2 separate regions of the Mus musculus genome follow, and region 2 is linked to region 1. A link is a contact called in public Hi-C data. All regions are on one chromosome and are shown on one strand. Each heading gives the region's core, a stretch centred on a gene start, on an enhancer-like site or on the middle of the called end of the contact. The rest is flanking DNA. Distances are from core to core; before and after follow the strand shown.

The links. Hi-C and Micro-C count contacts between places; a contact is called where the count stands out from the background.
Region 2: a contact with region 1 is called in a Hi-C map of liver, with 3 times the contacts expected there. The contact joins two enhancer-like sites. A contact is called at or near these places in 2 of 39 promoter capture datasets (embryonic stem cells and hippocampal neurons), 12 of 15 datasets of contacts at CTCF or cohesin (CD8 T cells, the G1E-ER4 cell line, the NIH/3T3 cell line and 6 more), 165 of 484 Hi-C or Micro-C datasets (the 3T3-L1 cell line, the 63-12 cell line, the AML12 cell line and 87 more) and 11 of 115 datasets of contacts at active chromatin or transcription factors (PVALB interneurons, astrocytes, bone marrow-derived dendritic cells and 4 more).

The regions. Positions count from the first base shown.
Region 1 is chr13:3,668,673-3,672,079 of GRCm38.p6, forward strand. No RefSeq gene overlaps it. Among named protein-coding and RNA genes, the nearest start is that of Asb13, 36 kb to the left of the region's middle. Within about 2 kb of position 1,524, at least 64 of the 459 cell types and tissues checked have an H3K27ac peak or open chromatin away from gene starts, as enhancers often do. A contact at or near this core is called in liver, where this site is marked.
Region 2 is chr13:4,009,299-4,012,705 of GRCm38.p6, forward strand. No RefSeq gene overlaps it. Among named protein-coding and RNA genes, the nearest start is that of Akr1c14, 49 kb to the right of the region's middle. Within about 2 kb of position 1,698, at least 2 of the 459 cell types and tissues checked have an H3K27ac peak or open chromatin away from gene starts, as enhancers often do. A contact at or near this core is called in liver, where this site is marked.

The sequences.
Region 1 (3,407 bases), core at 274-2,773:
CAGCTTGACAGAATCTAGGCTTTCCCAAGAGACAAATCTCCAGGCATAAGTGTTAGAGAGTTGCTAGACTGGGTTAACTGATATGGGAACATCCACTATAAATGTGGGTAGCATGATCCTATGGGACGCCTGGGGACCTGACTGGAATAAAAAGGAGAAATCAAATTGAGCAACAGCATCCATCTCTCTTTACTTCCTGATTGTGGATGTAATGTGACCAGCCATGTCACATTCCTGCAGTCACGCCTCCTGCACCATTGTGGACCGAACCCTTGGACCAGGGACCAAATAAATGTTTCTCTTCTGTAAGTTGCTTTTGTGAATCTTTCTGTTACAGCAATCAGAAAAGTGCCTAGTACATTTTCCTTAAGGCTGGGCACTCCTCGGAGGAATACTGGCCACTTTCCCCAAACCTGTAAATTCTGTTTTCTCCATGTACTCTAAAGAACCAGTCATAACAAGTTTATGGAAACAGGAAAGGGTAGAGTAAGTCAAAACATGCATTTTGGTCTCAAAACAAACCCAGAAACAGATTCACTTCCAAACCATTTCAAGCTATGATGTGGTAAGGCTCAGATGCATGGCTTGTGGGTTCTGCGTCAGTGGGGTCGTTCCCAGCCTTGAAGAAGGGGTCAGTGTTGGGAGTTTACAAAGATGGGGGAATGCAACAGCAGAGGAGATGGTCCCTCATACTGGGGCTGAGAACTTAGTGTTCCCACAGGGCTTCCCACTCTGAGCCAGCCAACAGAGCAGTGCAAACAGCCACCTGGGAGAACAGGGCAGATGGCCTCTCCACTGCGCTGACTGAAAGGCAGTCTTTTCAGGCATACTGCCACACTCCTTCTTTTCCTTGGCCCTCAGGTAACCACAGCCTCTCTTGAGATGGCTTGTTGGTGGCTTTTCCTATTGAGTCTTTGTAGAAGCTCCCCCAGCCTATTTAATTAGTTAGCCCTTTCTTCATAGGCCCCAGGGAGAGTGGGGCCAAGGCCCAGAAACACCCCAAGTCCTGGCTTATTCACATCCTTCTGCATAGAATTGCCCTTTCTTTCCATTTGCCTCTGCAGCCTGCTCTTCTACAGCCAGGGGCATGGTGCTGAGGTTGATGCTGTCTGCTCAAGTGCATGGCCACTGGCTGTACAGTGGAAAGGCAGGCATGAGCTCTTCCTGCAGGAGGAATGACCTGGTGGAGGGTCAGAGGACTCTCTGCTCTCTGACCTGTGAGACCTGGACATGGAACTTATCACTCCCTTCTCAGCACAGGGCTGGGAAGCCCATTAGGTTGAGCAATGGCTCTCCTGAGACCGTGTTTAAGGAAGAAAGAGGTAGAAAGATTCATTCATCCATTGACTCACAAATCCATCCTTTCAGCATTGAGTGGGGGACCTATGTCATTCTAGTCTCTGTAGATTGACAGGAACACTAATCCAAACAGCTGGCTCAAGATAGTATGGGGCTCTGTGCTTGGGGCTGTAGTGGCAGCCCTGAGCTCCAGATCAGCCAGACTGCAAAACTGTGGGGGAAAGAACAGGACTGGAGCCTTGACCCTTGGCCAACTGAGGCTGCAGCTGTTACTGATTACCATGCCTGCCTCATCCCTGGAGGGCTGGCTGCCCTTTCTCCAAAGAGGAAATGCTGATGCCTCCCACAAATTATAGAGAAAAAGTACAAGCTTGTGGTTTCATGGAACCAGCCAAGTCTGCCTCCGAGGCCTGGGCCTTGTGAGCTGGCTCCTTCCACTGCATGTTCAAGGGCCTGGATTGGGAGAACACTATCGAGGATTCAAGCACACGACTTCCTTATCTCCTGTCCTTGTTGAACATGAGCTGCTTTAGAAGGGTCAATGTTCGATTGGCCTCTTCCATACTTGTGATGAGAAATGGGCTACCAGAGACTTTCAGAGCAGGGAGGTCCTTGCCATGTTATTTAACTCTCCTAGCTTCTGTTTATTCTCCAAGGGACTTATAGGATAGCTGTACTTTTGCCTCCAATATTCTTGTGTGTGTGTGTGTGTGTGTGTGTGTACACATTTGTTAGCAAGTACACATGTGCATGTTGAAATAAAACAGATGTCAGCCATCAGTCTTGTTCCTTAGAACTTATTCACCTTCTCCTCTTCCTCCTCTCCCTCCTTCTCTTCCTCCTCCCCTTCTTCCTCTTCCTCCTTCCCTTCCTCCTCTTCCTCCTCTTCCTCCTCTTCTTCCTTCCCTTCCTCCCCCTCTTTCTCCTCCTCCACTTCCTCTTTCTCCTCCCTCTCTTCCTCTTTCTCTTCCACTTCTTCCTCCTCCTCTCTCTCCTCTTCCTCCTTTTTTCTGAGATAGATTCTCACACTGTAACCTGAGTTTGGGGAATCAGACTAGGCTGGCTGGCCAACGAGCCCCAAGGACCATCCTGTTTCCACCTCCTCAGTACTGGGATTACAAGTTCTACACTACCATTCCTGGTTTTTTAATGTAGATTCTGGGGATCAACTTTGGGTTCTCATGATTGTCTGGCAAACATTTCATTGTTTGAGCTATATCCCAGCCCAAACTTCAAAAATTCTTTCAAAGCTTTCATTATTCGATTGAAAGAAAAACAACCAGCATCTAACTAACTTTAGTGGAGCCCTATAACATGCAAAGTGTGGTTCTAAGTCTTTTCCATGGATTAAAATGTTAAATTCTAAGACTATCTCAATGGGCTAGAAATTCTTGTGACCTCCAGATCATGACTAAGGGAATCGAGTTCCAGAGAAGTGCAGAAATGCACGCCAGACACACACTGTTTAAGGCCGACCCTTAGGATTCCCACGGGGACACTAGACCCCAGAACCCACACTTTAATGGAGTCCATCTCCCAGGGAGGGACCAACCATCCAAGGCTGCCGTCTTCCTTTAGAGTGCCACACTGGCTTCCTCTTTAAAGGAGAATTCTGAGTTCTGTCTTGGTGCTACCTGTAGAGTGACAGACAGTATATGAGCTGTCTGGCTGCAGGGCAAGGACCTTTGTTCTTAAGTGTCTTCAAGGTACACTTTTTTATTATTAATTATACCATTTTGATTTATGCCTTGAGAGTTTCATACCTATAGCAACACTTTTTGATCCTATTCACCTCTGTTCCTGCCTCCAACCCCTCCCCACTCACCTTCCACACCCCTCTCCTATTTCTTTCTTTCTTTCTTTCTTTCTTTCTTTCTTTCTTTCTTTGTTTGTTTGTTTGTTTATTTATTTATTTATTTTTAAATAACCCATCACACTTATTTAATGCTGCTTATATATTCACGGGTGTGGAGTCCATCCACTGGAGCATGATTAACACACCAAGGGCCACATCCCCACAGAAACTGGACTCTTCCTCCCTTGGGAACCACCAACTGTCAATAGCTGCCCAGCTAGAGTTAGGGGCTGATGAGCCTGTTTCCTTCCAT
Region 2 (3,407 bases), core at 448-2,947, 340 kb after region 1:
CTGTTGAGACTTGCTTTGTATCAGAGTAGGTGGTCAGTTTTGGAGAAAGTTTCATGAGGTACAGAGAAAAATGTTTATCCGTTGGTGTTTGAGTGAAATATCTGTAAACATCTGTTAGACACATTTGATATACAATGTCTGTTAACTCCAGTATTTCTCTGGTTTTTGTCTAGATGACTTGTTTATTGGTGAGAGTAGGGTGTTGAAATCTTGTCCTATCTGTGTGTGAGGGTCAATATGTGATTTAAGCTATAGTAGTGTTTCTTTTACAGAGGTGGGTGCCCTTGTGTTTAGGGAATAGATGTTAAAAATTGAAATTGTCATCTTGGTGAATTTTGTTTTCTTTGATGAGTATGTAGTATCTTTCCCTATCCATTTTGATTAGTTTTGGTTTGAAGTGAGATATTAAAATGGCTATACCAACTTGTTTCTTAGGTCCATTTGTTTTGAATATCATTTTTGAATCCTTTATCTTGAGATAATGTTTATCTTTGAGATTGAAGTGTGTTTCTTGAATGCAGCAAAATCACGAGTCCTGTTTCTGCATCCATTATCTTTGTCTGTGTCTTTTTATTGGGGGAATTGAGACCATTACTATTAAGACATTTCAATGACCAATGTGTTGATTACTCTTATTTTTATGGTGTGTGTATGCAGTATATCATTTTCTGTAGGACTGGATTTGTAGATACATAGAGTTTAAATTTTGTTTTATCATGGAATATCTTATTTTCTCCATGTATGGTGACTGAGAGTTTGGCTGAGTATAATAGTATTCTGGTCTGGGACCTGTGGTCTCTTAGAGTCTATAGCACATTTGTTAGGCCTTTCTAGTTTTAAAATCTCCACTGAGAGGTCAGATGTAATTCTAATAAGTATGCCTTTGGTGTTACTTGGTCCTTTCCCCTTGTAACTGCTAATATTATTTCTTTCTTTCTGTATGTTAAGTGTTTTGATTATTATATATAAAGGTACTTTCTTTCCTGGTCCAATCCATATGCATCTTATACTTTTATAGACATCTCCTTCTTTTGGTTAGGAATATTTTCTTCTATGACTTTGAAAATATTTTCTGGGCCTTTGAGCTGGGTTTCTTATTTTTGCTCTATTCTTACTATTCTTAGATTTGGTCTTTTCATACTGTGCCAGGTCTCCTGGATGTTTTGTGTCAGGAAATTTTTAGATTTAACATTTTCTTTGACCAATGTACCCATTTTTTCTATTGTATATTCAACACCTGAGATTGTTCCATTTCTTGTATTCTATTGGTGATGCTTGCCTCTGTAGTCCCTGTTCAAATTCCCAATTTTTAAATTTCCAGCATTGATTCTATATCCACATTCAGGTCTTGCACAGTTTTATTCTGTTCCTTGCATTGTTTGTCTTTTCCTGGGTTTCTTCAAGGGTCTATATTATCTTTATACAAGTTATTGTTAGGTCTTTTCCTTGGGTTTCAGCTATGTTTGAATATTAGGTGCCTGCTGAGGTAGGAAAGCTGGGCTCCAGTAGAGACGTACTGTCTTGATTGTTATTAATTGCGTTTTTATGCTGACATTTAGGTATCTGGGATTGGGAGTCTGGGCAATAAAAATCTAGTTTTTTTCTCTGTTCGGTGAGTGTTTTGATCTTTGGACTTTGGGAAAGTGTGTTGACTATGTGTGGCTTGCTAAACATTTTCTGTGGATCTGTTTTCCTGGCCTGTTTCGCTGGTGTGTTCCCAAGGTATGCCTGCTTGTGTTGTGAGGTTGGCATAATTGGGTGACTTTGGGGAGAAGATATTTGTTATTTATTGAGGGTGATGTCAGAGAGGAAATGGAGACTGCAGCAGGTTTTCTGCTACAGTTGGAGATGAGACTGAGGGGATCTGGAGGAGCAGCAGGAGAGGTGTGGTTCTGCCTATTTGTTGCCCTGCTCTATTGCTCTTTTTAATAATTGCATATTCTTTGGTAATTTCACACTTGTGTGCAATGTATTTAGATAGTATTCATCTCATACTTCCTCTGCAATGCTTCCCATGACCCACGCCCTACTTTTTTGTTTTTTTGAACTTCATGACTTCTTCCTTCTACTGTATGGGTTTCGTGGACTGAACTCAGATTGCCACTCTGGGTGGCAAGCTCATTTACTTGCTGAGCCATCTCCCTGGGCCAGTTCCATGGTTCTATATTAGGACCACTTTATTAGTGATGAGGATGAACCAGAATTCAGTATTCTGGTTACAACTGCTACGTGATAAGCAAATTCCTTCTTATGTGTTGTTGAGTCAGACACTGTTCAAAGCAGAAGTTTGAGCTTGGGCTATAACTTGGTTGGTAGAGTGTTTACCCAGCATGTATGAACATGGGGCTCAGTCTCCAGAACTATATAAACCTGTCATGGTGGTGGTATAAGCCTGTAATCCTAGCACTTGGGAGGTAAAGGGAGAAGGATCAGGTATTCAAGAGTGATTTTGAGGCCAGCCTGGTCTGTATGAGATTCTGTCTCAAAGCTAACCAATCAAGCCATCGTCATCAAATATCACAAAAGAAAACATCGAGTAATGTTATCCATCTGTGCAAGGGCTCTGACATATATGAGAGATGACTGTTGTTGAGCTTGTTGCACATCAGAGTCCTCTGTTTTGTTTTGGATGACAAAGCACCTGGAAGACAAGTACCACACAGTGCTTTGCATTTTTAGAAAGCCTCAGAGTAAGAAGCTCAGTAGAGCTGTTTTGCTCACAGCCTGCCCTGCTCATCTAGTGACTGACAAGGTGCTTAGAGATGGAGGGCATTCTAATTTTATCTGTAGTCATTGTCTGTGCCACCTGGGACAAAACACCCTGATTTGTCAGTGACATAGGCTTCAGTTTTCCTGTCTGTGACATAGGCTGGTGGGAGTAATAGTTCTTAAATGGTCAATACTTTTTTTTTTTTTAACAATTTTTTATTAGATATTTTCTTCAGTTGCCTTTCAAATGCTATCCCGAAAGTCCACTATACCCTCCCTGCAACCTGCTCCCCAACCCACCCACTCCCTCTTCCTGGACCTGGCATTCCCCTGTACTGGGGCATATAATCTTTGCAAGACCAAGGGCCTTTCCTTCCAATGATGGCTGACTAGGCCATCTTTTGCTATATATGCAGCTAGAGACATGAGCTCAGGGGGTACTGGTTAGTTCATATTGTAGTTCCTCCTACAGGGTTACAGACCCCTTCAGCTCCTTGGGTACTTTCTCTAGCTCCTCCATTGGAGGCCCTGTGTTCCATCCAATAGATGACTGTGAGCATCCACTTCTGTATTTGCCAGGCACTGGCATAGCCTCACAAGAGACAGCTATATCAGGGACATGTCAGCAAAATCTTGTTGGCATATGTAATAGTGTCTGAATTTGGTGGCTGATTATGGGATGGATTTCCTGGGTGGGG